Regions from separate parts of the Mus musculus genome. Here region 2 is linked to region 1. The links are chromatin contacts, called in public HiChIP or PLAC-seq maps. All regions are on one chromosome and are shown on one strand. Each heading gives the region's core, a stretch centred on a gene start, on an enhancer-like site or on the middle of the called end of the contact. The rest is flanking DNA. Distances are from core to core; before and after follow the strand shown.

What was found. HiChIP or PLAC-seq counts read pairs in DNA pulled down with a chosen protein or histone mark.
Region 2: a contact with region 1 is called in an H3K27ac HiChIP or PLAC-seq map of microglia, with 4 times the contacts expected there. The contact joins two enhancer-like sites.

The regions. Positions count from the first base shown.
Region 1 is chr9:121,358,648-121,362,199 of GRCm38.p6, reverse strand. It overlaps a transcript of Trak1 not described here. Among named protein-coding and RNA genes, the nearest start is that of Trak1, 6.5 kb to the left of the region's middle. Within about 2 kb of position 1,564, at least 195 of the 459 cell types and tissues checked have an H3K27ac peak or open chromatin away from gene starts, as enhancers often do. A contact at or near this core is called in microglia, where this site is marked.
Region 2 is chr9:121,596,008-121,599,559 of GRCm38.p6, reverse strand. It overlaps Lyzl4os (lysozyme-like 4, opposite strand), which reads right to left. Exons shown (of 4, transcript NR_040740.1): 2 at 507-626. It also overlaps a transcript of Lyzl4 not described here. Among named protein-coding and RNA genes, the nearest start is that of Lyzl4os, 11 kb to the right of the region's middle. Within about 2 kb of position 1,764, at least 17 of the 459 cell types and tissues checked have an H3K27ac peak or open chromatin away from gene starts, as enhancers often do. A contact at or near this core is called in microglia, where this site is marked.

The sequences.
Region 1 (3,552 bases), core at 315-2,814:
GGCGCTACCCTGGCAGTCTTGAGCGAGTAATGGCTTCCTCTGTGTGTCGGCTGTGTTCTGACTCTGGTCTGGACACTGACTGGCCAGGAACAGTCTAACAAATGACACATGTCTGTATACATCTTCACAGGAGTGGGAGAAGGAAAGGCTGAGCTCCCACTCTGGGAACCTGTGTTAACCTGAAATGATCCACCACCAGGTTAGTTCTGAAGAGTTCCAGAAAAACAAACAAACAAAGAAAGAAAAAAAATCCAAAAATCATAAAAGTGAGATTAAAGGGAACAAAATACAAAAAAAAAAAAAGTATGGTGTTTCAAAAAGATGTTTAAAGATGTATTTATTTCATGTGTACGGGTGTTTTTTGCCACATGTCTCTCTGCAGGGTGATCAGTGCCGGGGGAGGCCAGAAGATGTATCCCACAGATCTGGAGTTACAGGTCTCAGTGAGCAGCTATGTGAGTGCTGAGAATCAAACCTGGGTCCTCTGGAAGAGCAGCCTTAACCTTAACCTCCTAACGACCGGAATGAGCCTCACTCAGCCACCCAATGACCCATGTGACTCCCCCATCTAATTTCTGACTTGAATAGAGTCCCAGGCTGGGGAAAACGGGGGGGGGGGGGGGGGATGCAGAAGAAGGGGAAATAGCCCACCTCAGGGTGTGAGTCTGCGGAAACCCTTACTACAGTATTTCTAACTGTGCTTTCTGCCAACGACTCAAGATGTCTACAAACTCTAAAAGCAAAAATAAACAAACAGCCAGGATGGTACACCAGAAGAGGCCAAGGGCTGGGGAAGCAGCCCAGTGGGTTGGGAGGGTCTCAGTTCTATGGCCAGCACTCATCTAACAAGAGTCGGGTGGTGGAGCCTGTAAGCTAGTGCTGAGGAGGCGGGGATGGGTAGCTCACACACATGTACACACACGCAAAGCAGAAAACTGGTCAGAGGCTGCATAGTGCACACGTTCCAACAGCCCCAGGCACCATCTGTGGAGACAGGAAGAGGACGCTAAGCTTCCGGCTGCTGAGACATGGGCTGGATCCCTGCAGGTGGCTGAGCCCAGCCCTCCTGTGCCCACGCCCGAGACAGAGACCGTGTAGCAGATGATAACAAAGCAGTGATCAAGGCATATCAACCCTGTGTTCTGCATACAGCAAACTCATATGCCAGTCACCACTCTCAAAATTACTCAGACTGCCCAAGAAAGCGAGCCTTGTATGTCCCTAAAATTACATTTGAAATGGCTCTCTACGGCAGCACACAGTTACACAAGTGTGCCACTACTGGCCCTTCTGAGGCTGGCAGGGAGCACGGGGAGCTGCCCACCGTTGCTAACCTCCCTGTGTGGCCAACTCTTCTTAGCTGAACGTTTAGCAACCCCACTTAGAAGTAAGGAAATAAGGGGCCACACAGAGTCAGCGGAGGGGACCAGTGTGAAGCCGTTTCCTGCCACTGAGTGCTGCGTCTCCCAGCTTCCCCTCACGCAAACAGGCTCAGGAGAAGATCCTGGATGTCTCTGGCCCCAGCAAAGCCTGGCACACACAAAGCCAGGGCTTTCTTCCAGATAGAGGAAACAAACGGGCTTTTGAAAAGCCTGCCCATGGGTGAAGGCAGCACACTGTGGGCTGTGCGGTTGACTGGCTGCAGCCTGGGGAGCCAGGGGAAGACGGGACCCCAGTCAGCAGAGGAGTGAGAGGTTCTGCAGCCTGGCCATTTTGGCAGACAAAGGGGTGCCAGAAAGATAACAATGGGGATGGGGGCAGGCCAAGAGCATACACCAGGGGGAGGAGCATACACCAGGGGGAGGCGTGCACACCAGGGGGAGGAGTGCACACCAGGGGGGAGTGCACACCAGGGGGAGGAGCACACCAGGGGGAAGAGCACACACACACACACACACACACACACACACACACACACACACACACACGGGGGGGGGGGGGTGCACACCCCAGGGGGTGAAGGCGCAAAGGCACAAATGTCCCTTTCTGTTCTAGAATATCATACAATGGATTTCTCCATTTCTCTGGTTTCTGCTCCCTCAACTCCAAACTTTACCTCAGAGAAACCTCTTTTTTTTGTTTCGTTTTTTTCTTTTTCAAGACAGGGTTTCTCTGTGTATCCCTGGCTGTCCTGGAACTCACTCTGTAGATCAAGCTGGCCTCGAACTCAGAAATCCACCTACCTCTGCCTCCCAAGTGCTGGGATTAAAGGTGTTGCCACCACTGCCAGGACAGAAAAAAAACCTCTTATGTTTTTGTAGCCAATATCTGTTTCCTGTGTTTTCTGTCCATTTCCCTCCTAACCTTCACTGGGGTGAAGTCTCCCCTCAGCTACCACCTCCTGGCTGGAGCCCTGGGCTTCTCAGGGGTCTCTACAATGTAGGGGTGCCACCTGCATTTGTGAAGCCATGGGCATAAGGACAGGAGGTGGTCCCAATCTGAGAGTGTGGAAAGGCCCAGAGTCGCCTGGGCATAAGCACAAGAGGCTGAACACACAGAGCCTGTGTTCTCCTTTCTAGTTTAGGAACAAGCTCCTAAGAAGGCCAGCCAGTCTTCAGGCTGGGCATGGAGGGCAGTCACTGGAAGCCCTGGTTCCATATGGGATATGCATATGCCTGGGATGAGGCAGGATCATGACAGGGGAAATGGAGGGACAAGGGTAGAGGAACAGTCCTTCACCCTGGGATCTAGGTCACCCTTCCTGCAGGCTAGGCCAGGAAACCTCAGCACAGTCAGCCGAAAAGGCCAAAATCACCAGCGATAACATGTGTCTCCCTAAAGACACCTCAGACAGGGACACTGAAATGAACAAGCTGTGCTGACTTTGGGCCATGGTGTGTCTGTGACCTTTGTTTGCCCTCCTGTCACCCTGAATCTAAACAACATGCTCCCTAAGACCACCTTACAGTTCCAGTTACAACTGGAGGCTTTTAAGGGAAGTAAGCCAGTTCATAGAGGTTTTACATACTTTTCATACTTGGCTTCATCTTTAAACCTCGTTGTAAACTGAATCCTTTGAATAACATAAACACACACACATACACACACACACAAAATGTAAAGACACCTAGGTGTAGCTTTCTTGGGAAGTTTACAGCTATGTATATATATGTATATATTCATTCACACATACACACACATAAAGGTGTGTGTGTATATATATATATATATATATATATATATATATATATATGAATTATAAAGGCATGCTTTTCCTAAGCACATTGCTCCCATCTCCCTCCCTCCCCCCTCCCCTCCCCCTCCCTTCCCCTTCTCCTCCCCCCCCCCCATCCCATTTCATTTTTCCCTTGAAGCGTATGTTCTCTCTGATTCCTTCACTTGCTTCACCCTGATTCATGCTCAGATTCCTTTCTGCTAAGTAGCCAGGAACCTGACTTTATCTCAGCGGATGTCCCTGGGGGTACTGGACTCTTGGGGCCTCCAGCAGCAATGCTGGCTGTGTCTGCAGCTGACAAAGGGACTGTGTGGGGTGCTGGTGCCTCCCTCTCCACCATGACAAACCTTCGGTTGCCACTGTTACTGTCAGCTGCT
Region 2 (3,552 bases), core at 515-3,014, 240 kb before region 1:
TTATAAGAGATGGTTTCCCGTGTCCCTGACATGGGCTCAGACATGTAACTTCACCACAACCCTGCACAGTGGGGTACAGGCTGTTCAGATCTTGACCTCCCTCACTGACTTCTGGCTTTCTAGTCCTTTAACTTAGTATCAACGACAGTTTCTGTGTTTAAGGAGAGTCCCTAGGCTGGCAGATGGGGTCGAGCTGTCTTTGGGATCAAGGTTTCTGGCTGGAACTGAGAGTTCTTCCCTGTTTTTCCTGTTACCCACACCTGGTGCCTAGAAGCCCTACCCCACTCCCTCCCTATCTCTCCCACCCTCCCTTTACTCCCATACCATTTATGTATACATGTGTGTGTATTTAGCAGTGCTGGGGATTGAACCCAGGACTTTGCAAATGCTGGGCTACTGATCTATCACTGAGCTGTATATAGCCCCAGTCATATTTTATTTTATTTTATTTTATTTTATTTTACTTTATTTTTGAGACAGAGTCACACTACATTGACCAAACTGACCTTGGACTCTCTGTCCTCTTGTGCCAGGTGTGTGGGATGGCAGGTCTGTCCAGCAGCCTGGCTAGTATCCCATAAACCCACAAAGATGGGTCTTGTGGGCTTGTCTAATATGCTCAGGGCCTGTAGGGAGGAAAAGTAAGTAAGTAGGCTTTAAAGGGGAGGTTTAATTAACTCACAGTCCCTAGGAAGGGCTATTTCCAAAGCGTCCTCTGCTCTGCAGAGTTTATGATTCTTTTATCCCTGCATGTGCCCATGCACACATACACATACATGCATGCACACACATATACACCTGCACAAAATGTAAACATGTGTGCTTGCACACACATGTGCCCAAACACACCTGCAAAACACATAAATACATGTGCTTGCACACACATGCACATACATGTGCACACAAACATATGCTGGAACACACAGACATACAAACACATGTAAGAACATGCATGCATTCACATGTGCACTCATACATACATGCACATACTCAGGTGTTTGATGTTCCTACATCCAGAACCTTCAGCATGTCTCCAGTTGTGATCACAGCTGTACTGAGCTCTGGCTGGACTGGGTTTCAGCACGACATTTCATGATAAATTTATCAAAGCCACAGAAGCTGTTTCTTTATAAATAACCCTGGCACTTGAGATCCTTCATTTTTTGCTAATAATCTGTTGGCTGCAGTTAGTGTCTGCAATAAGTGGAGGACTCCGTCCACATCACTGAGCCCAGGCCCTGGTCATGAGTTCTTACTCATTTCCTCTGAGTCCTGATTCATCTTGAAGTGTAGGAGGCTTTTCCCATTGTGAAACCCTCACACAAAGTAGCAGAGAGAGAGAGACAGACAGACACAGAGAGAGAGACAGAGAGAGAAAGAGAGACAGAGAGACAGAGAGACAGAGAGCCAGGACTCAATAATTCAATTTCTTCCTTTCTCCCTCTTTCTTTGACAGGGCCTTGTCCCATGGCCTGGGGTGCTCCCACCCCACCTCAGTTAATTCTCTCTGGACACCTAAAGGTGTTCATCACTAATACTATGGGTGCTTTTAAATCTGATTACATGACAGTGAAGACTGACCTCACATGTAATACAGTGTTTTCATAATGGCTAGTGCCAACCTGACAGGCTCTAGATCACCTAGGAGACCAGCTTCTGGGCTTGCCTGTGAGGGGTGGTCTTGATTTGGTCAAATGAGGTGGGAAGAACGACCATAAAAGTCAACAGTGCTATTCTCTGGTCTGGTTCCTGAATTGCAAGATGAGGAAGTGAAGCTGAGTGTCAGCAGCCTTGGGTCTCTGCTCCCAACTGTGAGCCAGACAATCCTTTCTCCCTTACATTGGGTATTTTTATCACACCAGTAGAAAAAGCACTGAGCACAGTCCTCTAAGCCCAGCATGGTGGGACCCAGAGAATTAATGCCATGTATCAAGGACACATGGAAGACACGCTTGAAGAGCTGTGCTCAAACATCCTTGAAGCAGCATCCTTTGGAAAGTCAGTTGTGATGGATGGTGTTTTGCTGGGCAAACACATGAAGGAGTGTTTTCCTGAAGCAGACACAGGTGAAAGGATATTTCTAAAGCAAGCATGTGAAAGGACACATGGTGAAGAATTCTTTGCTAACAACACGCATGTATTGGTCCGCCTTTCATTGTGCCATTGAGCTCCATTTGTCAGAACTCCATAGAAAGAAACACACCATAAACTTCTGGTGGCAGCTTCTTGCCGCTTTCTTGGACTCCGACTGATTGGCAGAGTGATGTCAGCTGACACAGGGTGAGACACTTGGAGGTCACGTGATGTTTGGAGGGAGTATAAACAGGACTCAACGGACTGTGAGAGGAGCTTGCTTATAGTGCTAGCCTTTGCAATGCTTCTTGATCTCCAGTCTTTGCTGATCTTCACTTTGTTGAGAGAGGCACAGCCGAGAACTTCTCCTGTCATCCCCGATGGTCCTGGCTCCTCCTGTTGACTCCTGCAGATTCGACTGAGGGTTGGATGTTCCTGCTAGGCTGTGCCACCGATGGACTGCTGGTATAGTCATGAAGTGTTTGCAAGTGGATGAAGCTGCCGCTGCTGATCTGTAAGCTGAACTGCTGGCTTCCTGACTGCACAGATGGGATTTGCTCCAAAGTACCATTTCTAAACAGGTCCACTTCCCCCATATACTCCTTTCTTTTCCACTACCTCTGGTGGGTTGTAGCCTCCCCCAGCCTTGAGCAGGCTGGCTCAGACCTGTTCCACCTCTGTGAATGAGACCACCTAGGGTAGAGTCTTCCGACCTAGATAGGTCTATTGCTCTGCCGCCTCAGCACTTTTCTCCAAGATGCTGCCTACCAGCCGAGAGGCTGAACCTGTCTTCCTGAGACCTTCATGAATAAGCAACAGCCTGGTGACCAAGTGCTGACAGCCTGGCGACAAAGCATCAAGAACTTGGCATGGTGGCGGATGGGCCTTCCCCCTTTATAAGCTCAGACTCTTAAGTAAACTTTGGGCCTTGATCAGTTTCTTTGTCTTGGTCTCATATTTCTCTCGCCATCTTTCATTCAGCTTCCCCTTCAGGAACCCAGTTCGTGTAGCTGTGGGTGGCTCCAGTGGGTAACGGGTTCTAGGTCCTTCATTAGCACATGGGTGGGAAGATACCTTCTAAGGGAGGTCATTGCGTTTAAGAACCATCATTAAAAATGGGGATTGAAAAATTAAAGTTACAGGTAGGCTGTTCCCAGTGCATCAGCACATGGGTATCTTCCCACCCATGTGCTAATGAAGGACCTGAGCCCTCAGAAGACCTGGTGCCTCTCATTGCCGGGCTCTGCTTATTTTGTGTTAAATACAGACTCATCCCAAGATGGCAATCCTCACTTTCTAATTCCTTAGCTGTGGCATTCCAGACTGGAGCAAAAGATTATACAGCGTTCACAGGATTTTCCTTGAGTCGTATTGGTCCCAGGGAGATCACGTGTCTGTCCCAGAACTGATCCTTTAGCTAGGGGAATGCAAGGCACTGATTGGCTCATCTTGAGGTCATGTGCACTCCAACCTTGAGTG